Linked DNA regions of Pan troglodytes: region 1 is linked to region 2. The links are chromatin contacts, called in public HiChIP or PLAC-seq maps. All regions are on one chromosome and are shown on one strand. Each heading gives the region's core, a stretch centred on a gene start, on an enhancer-like site or on the middle of the called end of the contact. The rest is flanking DNA. Distances are from core to core; before and after follow the strand shown.

Region 1 (5,129 bases), core at 898-3,397, 180 kb after region 2:
ATAAATTTGGGAAGGGTAACAGAGGACTTTAATGAATCTAGGTTATAATTCCTAGAGGTATGGATTTCTAGGAGTTCACTGTATTACTGTACTTTTTTTTTTTTTTTTTTTTTTTTTTTTTTGAGACGTAGTCTTGCTCAGTCGCCTAGGCTGGAGTGCAGTGGCGCGGTCTGGGCTCACTGCAAGCTCCGCCTCCCGGGTTCACGCCATTCTCCTGCCTCAGCCTCCCCACGCCCGGCTAATTTTTTTTGTATTTTTAGTAAAGAGGGGGTTTCACCATGTTAGCCTGGATGGTCACGATCTCCTGACCTCGTGATCCACCCGCCTTGGCCTCCCAAGGTGCTGGGATTACACGCGTGAGCCACCGCGCCCGGCCACTATACTTCTTTTGTGTGCCTTCTGAGGCACATATGATTAAAAAAAAATTGTTTACAATTTACCAGAATTAACCAAACCCTGATCATTCCCCTTCTATTGTGATACCATGTAACAGAATCCACTTTAAATTATATTTTAGAGGAATGAGGCTAGGCATGAACATACAAAAATTAAAGTCGTTTAATATTTTATCTCGTTTCCTTTCTAAGATCAAAAAATCCACACCTCCTCTTTAAACAAATCCGATGTGTTTTGGAGATACTCTCTTTATTGAGAACATTTTTAGGCATCACTCAGTTTAAAAGTTCTACCCTACAAGAATAAAGGAAGCTTTACTATTTAAGGATAGAGTCAGGTACAGGGATAATAACATCAGCAAAGATTTAATGGACATTTTGCAAAGGGAGATACTCTGATCTTTAGAGCTGATTGCTTAGAGAACTGGGAATCTCATCACTAGAAATAAAGGTGAGAACAAGATACCTACTTAAGTTGTTCAGTACCATCTGAGAAAATGTTAGTGAAAAAGCATAAGCCTTTGCTAACTCTTTCTAATTAGACTTCTCCCAGAATACACTTTATCCTCCAATAATTTTGCAGTAAAATAAAATAAAATAAAATAAAACCTTATTATACACACAACCCGTTAGTGGGTTTTCGGGAGAGCAAAGAGTAATGCCCAGAAAACACTGCACTGTACTGTCACCAAGTACCTCAAGAGCTGTGTGTCGTGACAGCTAAAAAGAGAAAATGAAACAGATTCCATGCTGCCAACAGGCAAGTAAAAAGAAGACAAATTGGTCTGGATCCCAGGAAGGAATAATCTAAACAGAGTTTTTGTGGACTATAAAACATGGTCCCCTCCTGTGGAAAATAATATTTTGTTTCCACCTACAGTTTTCTTCAAGCAATTACAAGGGCATTAAAAGTGAGAGATTACCTCAGGTGTATAAAAACGAGAATTTCTTTCAGAAATGACTGAGAAAGCGTTCTACCGAGGTTAGACCTCCTACTTTAGAAGCTGTGAGTAAACTTATTTTCAAGTCTAAGTTTCGTGTGAAAGTTTAGCCTCAGAATGAAGGGAACGTTGATATCTTTACTCCCACAATATTTATCGGATACGGAAGTTGAAAACCTGCCTAAATATGTAACAAATCTTCTGCAAAAGAATGTTACACTCTATAAAGGGATGGGGTAGAGTAAAACGCCAGAAATGAACCTAAACATGCTTCAAGGCTTCCCCACTGTTTAACAAGGAAAAGGGAGTATCCTTAGCAATACTTTTAACTGTCCAGATAGGTAAGTCTTCAAAGTTAAGAACCGCTTCCAGGAAAGTAGCAGGGAAGTGTTTGCAGGTGCCTATTCTGGAAAGCCAGGCCGTCCGGTTAAGGTCCCTCAACCGTCCCTACCTATACGCTTTCCGTCTGGCGTGAAATCAGCAGCAAAAGCCCGCTATCTTCCGAAGGAGGCCCCATAAAAATGGCGTCTGTCCCACCCCAATGTGACCAAATCGGGCATTCCCAGCTCCTTTCCCGAACACAGTGCTGGGGTCGCAGTGCCCAGTACCGCCGTTAGAACAGTCACTGCGGCCTGGAACAGGCGTCGGGGTTACTGGCAGAGCAAGCCGAGGTATAGTCCCAGAGGCTTACAGCAGTACCTTTATTCTTGGGCATGGCGGTGATGACAGCCTCGTGAGACCTCTTCCGACTCCTTTCTGGCGGTTACTACTCTAAGAGCCGGCTGAACTAAGATGCAGCAGGTGGGTGCGCAGAAGAGGCTGGCTACAGCGCTCTCTGATAAACTGCTGACGCGCGCTCTCTGGCGTCAGCAAAAGGCGACGCAGCTGATTACGATACTTTTCCCCGCCTCTCTTCGGCTGAGGCATGGCCAAATGACTGACACCTAGTAGACTCCATCAGGATACCGGAGAGTTTGGTGCAGGATGAATAAACAGGAAGCGGGGCGGGACTCAGCATGGAGAAGGTGGAGTCAAGGATGAAATGGGCGGGGCCCTGGAGTATTCTCCTTTGCTAAAAAACGATCTTCCAGTTTCAGAAGTTCGTGGGTCATTTAACTGTAAACGCCTAAATTTTAAGAGAGCCCTTACTCTTATACAGTGAATTTGGAGGACTGGCTTAGGACAAGGCCCTCTATGTTCAGAATGTTTATTACTTTTCTCTCTCTCTCTTTCTTTTTTTTTTTGACAACGAAGTTTCGCTCTTGTTGCCCATGCTGGAGTGCAGGGCCCCGATCTGCCCGTCTAATTTTTGTATTTTTAGTAGAGATGGGGTTTCACCATGTTGGCCAGGCTCTCAAACCCCTGACCTAGTGATCCGCCCGCCTCTGCCGCCCAAATTCCTGGGATTGCAGTAGTGAGACACCGCGCCCGGCCTATTTTTTTCAGTCTTATCTTCTCTACCTCACCACCTCACAGTAAAGCATGTAAGTACGGAGGCCGCATCTGTTGCTTACAATTGCTAGCACCCAGCGGAATACTGACAAAAAGTAGACAGTAAATATATACAGGAAATGGAAAGTAAATATACATAGGAAGGAGTGAGACTAAGCATCTGAATCTTATAATAAATCATGGCTTAACCGAATGTCTCAAATGGACTGGCTGTGGTGGTCAAATTATTTCAAGACAAATTCCATTTGATTATGATATACAATCATTTAATTTACTGGATTTGTTGTGTGTGTACTATTATGTTTAGAATCTTAGCATCTGTTTTAAGATATATTGGCTTGTATCGTGTGATGACTTTGACTTTAGGATCAATATAATCCCGGCTTCACAGAATGAATTGTGTAGTGTCCCTTTTTCTTCTGTGTTTTTGGACACATTCGAGGATTGATGTAAATTCTTTAAATGGTCCTAGGCCTTAGTTTAGATTATGAATTCGTGTCGTATTTATTCCCAAGTCATTTCTGGTAGTTTGTATGTATCAGAAATTTGTTCATTTATTCTAAATTATAAAACTTGTTGGGCGTATAATTGGCCATCATATACAAAGTATAGTATCTTCCTAATCCTTTTTTTTCCCTTTCTTTCTTCAAGGTAAATAGTATGTATGTATCAGGACTTTGTTCATTTATTCTAAATTATCTTACTTGTTGGGCATATAATTGGCCATCATATACATAGTGTAGTATCCTCCTAATCCTTTTTTTTCTTTCTTTTTTTCTGCAAGGTAAGTGGTAGTACCCTGATCATCACTACTGGTTTTAAGGAATTTAAGTCTTCATGGTTTTGTTTTTAAAAGCCTAGTGATGAAGCCATAACATTAAAAATAAAATTTTCTCTGAACCCAGAAGTCCTCTCCACAAAGACAGTAGAGAATGAAATCAGTTTTACTGTTAAAAATATGAAATATGAATTTAATGTACATTGTAGAAAATCAACCAAGAGATTACAAAGTCAAAAAGAAATCTCGCCTTTTATATAGCTAAGCATCAAGGTAGTCTTCAAGATAGACAAATTTTCTTAAAAGAAATTACTGGTTGATCAGTAGTCTTTAATAAAGAAAATTTAACGGCACCATTTGTCACATACCCTTAGTTTACAATGGTAACAGGAGACCACATATTATATAGCTAATTGTCTTTAATCAGAAGAGAAACTGACTTCTCATATTTTTAATCTCAAGAGGTTGTTTTGCAGTTCAGAGAAAAGCACCTACTGAGGTTAAGTTCTTACCTTTTACTGAAACTGGAAACAGAGGGGTACCTTCTCTCTTTATGTTTACGTTTCAAAGAGATAGCTCCTAGGTCCATTAGATAAATACTGCTGTGTCGCTGATATGCTTTGGCTTTGTGTCTCCATCCAAATCTCATCTGGAATTATAATCCCCATCTGTTAAGGGAGGGACCTGATGCAAAGCTATTGGATTATGATGTCAGTTACCCCCATGCTGTTCTGATGATAGTGAGGGAGTTCTCACAACAGCTGATGGTTTTAAAAATGTTCTGCAGTTTCACTCTCTCACCTTCCTGCCTCCATATAAGATGTGTCTTGCTTCCCCTTCACCTTCTACAGTGATTTTAAGTTTCCTGAATCCTCCCCAACCATGCAGAACTGTGAGTCAATTAAACATCCTTTCTTAATGAATTACCGAGTCTCAGGTTGTATTTTTGGAGCAGTGTGATAACAGACTAATACAGAGAATTGGTACCAGGAATGGGGTATTGTGGAAAACCTGAAAATGTGGAATCAACTTTGGACCTGGGTATTGGGGGGAGGTTGGAACAGTTTGAAGGGCCTAGAAGAAGACAGGATTATGTGGGAAATTTTGGCACTTTCTAAAGACTTGAATTTTTTAACCAAAATACTGGTAGTGACATGGAGAATGAAGTCTAGGCTGAGATGGTATCAGATGGAAATGAGGAACTTCTTGGGAACTGGAGTAAAGGAAACACATACTGTGCTTTAGCACAGCAAATGGTGGTATTTTGCTCCTGCCCTATGGAACTTTGAATTTGAGAGATATGATTTGAAATTGGAACTTATGTTTAGAAGGGAAACAGACCATAAATGTTAGGAAAATTTGCAGCCTGACCATGTGATAGAAAAGACGAAAAAACCCAGCATTTTCTGGAGAGAAATTAAAGCCGACTGCAGAAATTCGTATAACTAATGAGGAGCTTAATGTTAATAGCTATGACAATGGGGAAAATTACTCTAGGGCATGTCAGAGATCTTCAAGGGAGCTCTTCTCATCACAGGCCCAGAGGCCTAGGAAGAAAAATAG
Region 2 (5,660 bases), core at 2,105-4,604:
CTTTCTTGGCTGCTTGCCACCAGCTTAAGTGTCATCAAATTCCCACTCCAATAAATCCTGTAACCTATACTTTTGCAGTTTTAGTGTTATACCATCCTTTGGCTATTTGCTACCAGTACCTGTAAAGGTCTCAAGCTCTGGGGCTGTATTGCCTTTAACTCCACTCCTCAATTATCTCTTAAGCTGAGGCCACACAGGAATCCTTTCTAATGAAGGCTGTTCTTAAAGCTCCTTCTACAGATGCCTCTTTAGCTTTATCCCTCTTAAAATGGACTCAGTCATTAACCACACACTTCCATCGATGCCATGGGGAAAAGAGTGGAGCCCAGAAGACTGAGGACTAAGTTCCCAGCAAGTCTTCTTAAAAAGAGTGCCTTGACCAGGTGCAGCGGCTCACCCCCGTAATCCCAGCACTTTAAAAGGCCGAGGTGAGCAGATCACCTGAGGTCAGGAGTTTGAGCCAGCCTGACCAATGTGGAAAAACCCCATCTTTACTAAAAATACAAAATTAGCTGGGCTTGGTGGTACATGCCTGTGATCTCAGCTACTTGGGAAGCCGAGGCAGCAGAATCGCTTGAATCCAGGAGGCGGATGTTGCAGTGAGCCATGATTGTGCCATTGCATTCCAGCCTGGGAAACAAGACTGAAACTCCTTCTCAAAAAAAAAAAAAAAAAAAAAAAAAAGTGCCTTGCTCATCCACTTAACAATAGAGGGAACAGTGGCCCATCCTGGGAGGTCAGACACTAGGGGGCAGTAGCAGAGATAAGACTTGGAAGCAGAAACTGACAGGGAAAGTTTGCAAATCGAGCTCCCCAGACAACACAGTCCTTGTTCTCTCTGAAAATGCCAAGACAAGGAAGACAAATTTCTGCTACTCAGTGTTCAGAGTTCTAAGTCCCAAGAAAAGGCTACGTAATCTATCAAGTTAGTTACCAAGTGCCTATTATGTGGATGTGGACCCTCAGGGCTGCATTATTTTCTCTTAGATGCCCTATGTTTATTCCTGCCCAACAAAACTTTTGGCATCTTAATCACCTCGCTTCTGTCTGCTTCTTCACACTGGCTCCCTTTCTGTCTCAGAAGACCCAAGACTTTCTTATGGCTTCAACCACTCTCTCCCATTGTTACCACACCACCAATGTGGAAACTGCCTAGTCCGCCTCTTGTCAGATGCTTGCCTCCTTTGCCTCTGGGCATACTGTCCTCATCCTGCCAGGTCTTCAAGGTTGAGTTCAAGAGACTCCTGCATTTCTCACGCAATTTCTTGCCTGTGTTGCATGGACCCCAGTAGCCTTTACTGTTAAAACCGTATCTTGGGCTCAATGTAAACAGCAGCTACTCCACCCTCTGAAACAAAGGGTAACTTCAAATTAAATACATTTTATTATTAATGGGGACTCAGTGCACTGTCACTGAACCCTTTCTTATCTGGAATTTAGCACATTCATTAATCCCCTCAGCTCTGGGTTCAGGAAGTGCCCTCTAAAGTGGAGAGCTCAAACAGCAAAAGAGACCACCAGGACTTGACATCCTGGTGTTTTGTTGTTGCTGTTGGCATTTTTAATCCTTGAGAGCACAAGCCTCAAGAAATGGGTTCATGATATAACACAATTTGAATAAATCACAACACAGCAGCCTAACAGCTCTTTTGAAAATATGAGGGGCGCCATGGCTAACGCTTATAATCCCAGCACTGTGGGACTGGCCACCAGCGGGTGGATCAGAAGGTCAGGAAATTGAGAATATCTTGGCCAACAGGGTGAAACTTGGTATCTACTAAAAATACAAAATTCAGATCGGCGTGGTGACTAAAAGATTCCAGCTACTGGGGAGGCTGAGGCATGAGAATCGCTTGAACCCGGAGGCAGAGGTTGCAGTGAGCTAAGATCATGCCACAGCACTCCAGCCTGGTGACAAGCCAAGACTCAGTCTCAAAAAAAAAAAAAAAAAAAAAACCCCAAACATGTCCAATAGTTCACTCACTTATGTCTTTCTATTCTTCTGTAAGAGGCTTCTTCATTTCACACTCTTTAAAACTGCAGTGCTCAAAACCCCATTCATCCTTCCCACGGCCCTATTTTTTTCTCCCCCCAGCCTTCAGCACCTGGGAACATACTGTAACTTCCCTCTCCTCCCAGCAGGATGTAAGCTTCAACAAGAAAGAGGGATAGATTTTGTTGTCCAACCATTTTGTACCCGGACACATCCTTAAGGGTGGGCCCACATAACAACACCTGGCACGTATTAGGTTCTCAATAGTTACTAAAAGATGGCAAGCCCAGGTTCTCAGCGACATTATGGACCACAATAGTGCTCAAAGTTGAGGTCAGAGAGCTGTTCGACCCGCTGTTTCCAAACAGGATGTCCTAACTTTTTTCTCAGGGACCTTTTCATTACAGTGCAAGGACAAGTTCCGTGTGCGGCAAGTCTTCACCAACGAAAATCTCACATAAGCAAACAGTGTTCCCACGAAATAGCAAGCCACAGGTACACAGCATGCACTTTTGAGTAAAAAGCAAAGACAGTTATACTCACAAATACACCAGTTAGTTTATCCAGCATCCAATGCTTCGGCGCTGCAACACGCTTCAAGTGCTTCTTGGGGCCCCGGGCCTGAAAAGGACACCAGACTTTTTCAGAGAAACTCGTCTCAGTTAACAGTAAAATGTCTTTATCTTCAGCTGTAACAACTGCTAACGGGTAATACCGGATCGGAGGAGAAAGGACAGTCCAGGCTATTTCACGCCCAGTTTTGAGCAAATATTACTTCCTGCCAGACCCCAGAACAAACCCCGCAAAACTCCCAGACCTTTGACAACCTCACGAGTCTCTCTGGCGTCTGTAAAGACAGCGTCCACAGTGCTCTCCAAACGAATCTGAGACTGCTTCAACGTATGGATATAAGCTAACCCGCGTAAAAAGCCAGTGTTGGGCTGCGGAGTCAAGGGTGGACTTGTAAGGTTAGCCGAGGAAGCTTATTCCTAACAAGACTCACGTGCCAACAGCACCACCGGCGCCCAGGCCGAGCACAAGGGCCAGCCCGGAACCCCCAGCCGCACTCTTCTCAGACCTCCGCTCTCCAAATCGGGTTTCCTGAAGCAGCACCAGCAGCATTCCCACCCGCCAAGCAGCGGTACCCGAAAAGTAAAAGCTTGCCAAGATGGAAGGCCCTTCTTCAAAGGATGGAGGCAGATAAGTCCGGAGCTAGGACGCAGACGTCTTACCATGGCGAAATCCCGCGACGGAAGAGAACCTCTCCTTTTCCGGTGCAACCGTATTCTGCGGTCATAAACAGCGGGAAGTCAAATGAGTGAGAATTTCAGTTCCGGATTCCGCCTCGGGTAACCAACCTATTATTTTTCCGTTGTGGAGGTCACAGCTCGGAACTGAGTTTCTTAGCATTTTCAGTTTCTGATACTGATTCATAGGTGTCAGTTATGCCACGGGACTTTTTGTTGTGCTTCCTCCCCTCAGGTCGGCTAAGCTGGGAGGACGCAGTTTACACTCTAAAAATTATCTTTCGCCAACTTAAAAAATATTTAACAGAAGCTCTGAAGGAGCAGGATTTAGCCGCCTTAAAAAAAAAAAAAAAGCCAATCGTTAAGAAATAACCTATATGATTCCTTGTGACTGTGACATGTTGTATTGTAAAATCATGATTTAAGAAACAATTCGTTTTTCTGAATTAGGGCCAATTTCACAGGTTTGAGAATGTATTAAAATCGTCTGTATTGTCAACTTTGAAAGGGTAGGTTTTATGGGACGTGAATTGTAAGTTCAATACCTTGTTTTGCATTAACTTGAGGTGATGGTTGCACAACTCTGTGCATGTCCCTAAAACCTCCAAAACAATTCGCTTTTAAAAAGGTGAACTCGGCTATGTAAGTTGTACCACGCTCGCGTGTGTGTGATGTCACAGCTTTATTGAGGTGGAATTGCTATACAAAACACAATCAGCCAAATGGACTTACTTAATCTGTACCATTTGACGAGTTCGGACATAGGCGTAAACCCACGGAACCATCATCACAATCGAGGTAATAAACATCTCCATCACCATCAAAAATTTCCTTGTGTTATTTTCTAGGTATTTCTTTTCTTTTTCTTTTTCTTTTCCTTTTCTTTCCTTCTTTTATTGTGTTTTTGAATGTGGCAGGGTCTGGCTCTGTCGCACCGGGTGGAGGGCAGGGGCCCCATCTCAGGTCCCGGCAGCCTCGACTTTCCGGGGGTTGAGTGTTCCTCCCACCTCAGCCTCCCACAGTGCTGAGACCCACAGGCACCTGCCAGCACTTTACGGAATTTTTATTTTTATTTATTTATTTTTTCAGACGGAGTCTGGCACTGTCGCCGGGGCTGGAATGCAATGGCGCGATCTCGGCTCACTGCAACCTACACCTCCTGGCTTAAAGCCATTCTCCTGCCTCAGCCTCCTGAGTCGCTGGGATTACAGGCGCCCGCCACCAGGCCTGGCTGTTTTTTTTGTACTTTTAGTATAGACAGGGTTTCACTGTGTTGGCCAAGCTTGTATCAGACTCCTGACTTCATGAACCACCGACTCTGCGTCCCAAAGTGCTGGGATTACAGGCATGAGCCACCAAGCCTGGCCTCCAGCTTTTCTTTTCTTTTTCCTTTAACTGTAGATAGAACACAACACAGTAATATCGACCATTTTTACCAATTTGTAAGCGCGTAACAGTGCCTAAAATGTTTTTGTTGTTATGTTTTGTTTGTCTTTGCATTCAATTCCTTGATTCAAGTCTATAGGCAGTGTATGTGCCAGCTAGCAAGACAGCAGGCTGGAATAGATCTGAACTCCACACTGTTTGCTCTATACTAGTATTCACCTCTTCTATTCTGAGACTCCTAGACTCCTTTTGCCATTTCTTAGGTCCCTTTGCTGCTTTTGTGGTAGGAGTTATTAAGAAATTATTTTAGGCAAATAGAGAGGAAAAGTTTTCATTTCTATTAAAGCTGCTCTAGAAATGTTTCTTGTCTAGAAGGAAAGCCTGGGCTCTTAGAGCTTTGGCTCTTAGGGCTTGGCTGGCAACCTTTGATATGCAAATGTAGTCCATTAGAAACTGGGTCCACCCAAACATGGCGATTCCTGTGCCCTCTTGCCCTTCCCCTACATGTTCCTGGCAACATGGCCACCCCCACATATCCCCACGTGTGTAGAACATCATGGCGTCCTTCGTTTGCATATTAAAAGACTAGAGTAGTTGGGCCGGCTTTTTCGTGCGCTAAGTGAATGACATGCCTTGTCAAACCAATCCACTGTGCCCTGTGCAAATCAGACACCGCCTCCTCCAGCCTCTACGTATACCTGGCTTGTTTCCTCCCCACTTGGGTTCCATCTCTTGGCTTTGGAGTCCTCCCTCCCTCTGTGTCTGTACAGGGGAGCTTCTTCCTTCTTTGTTCTTCCTTGTTTCTTGCCTATTAAACTCTCTGCTCCTTAAAACAACTCCACCTGTGTCCTGTTGTTTTATCTAATTCAATGTGAGACAAGAGCTCTGGTGTTCTTACCCTCATCAGAGCACTATCAATTTCAGTTCCAGTCCTGGACAGCTCTCGGAGAGCCCTTAACCTTAACTGGACTGGTTTCTTCCACTCTCTGCGGCAGACAACTCACTTTTCCATTCTTTTCCCCATCATTTTCCTT

Evidence for each region. HiChIP or PLAC-seq counts read pairs in DNA pulled down with a chosen protein or histone mark.
Region 1: a contact with region 2 is called in an H3K4me3 HiChIP or PLAC-seq map of stem cell-derived excitatory neurons, with 2.3 times the contacts expected there. The contact joins the promoter of EIF1AY here to the promoter of RPS4Y2 in region 2. A contact is called at or near these places in 1 of 7 Hi-C or Micro-C datasets (stem cell-derived neural progenitor cells) and 1 of 1 datasets of contacts at active chromatin or transcription factors (stem cell-derived excitatory neurons).

Annotation. Positions count from the first base shown.
Region 1 is chrY:24,817,433-24,822,561 of NHGRI_mPanTro3-v2.0_pri, forward strand. EIF1AY (eukaryotic translation initiation factor 1A Y-linked) reads right to left here and starts at 2,148. Exons shown (of 7, transcript NM_001008977.1): 1 at 2,036-2,148. The coding sequence starts at 2,051.
Region 2 is chrY:24,636,271-24,641,930 of NHGRI_mPanTro3-v2.0_pri, forward strand. RPS4Y2 (ribosomal protein S4 Y-linked 2) reads right to left here and starts at 3,355. Exons shown (of 7, transcript NM_001009024.2): 1 at 3,226-3,355; 2 at 2,537-2,614. The coding sequence starts at 3,228.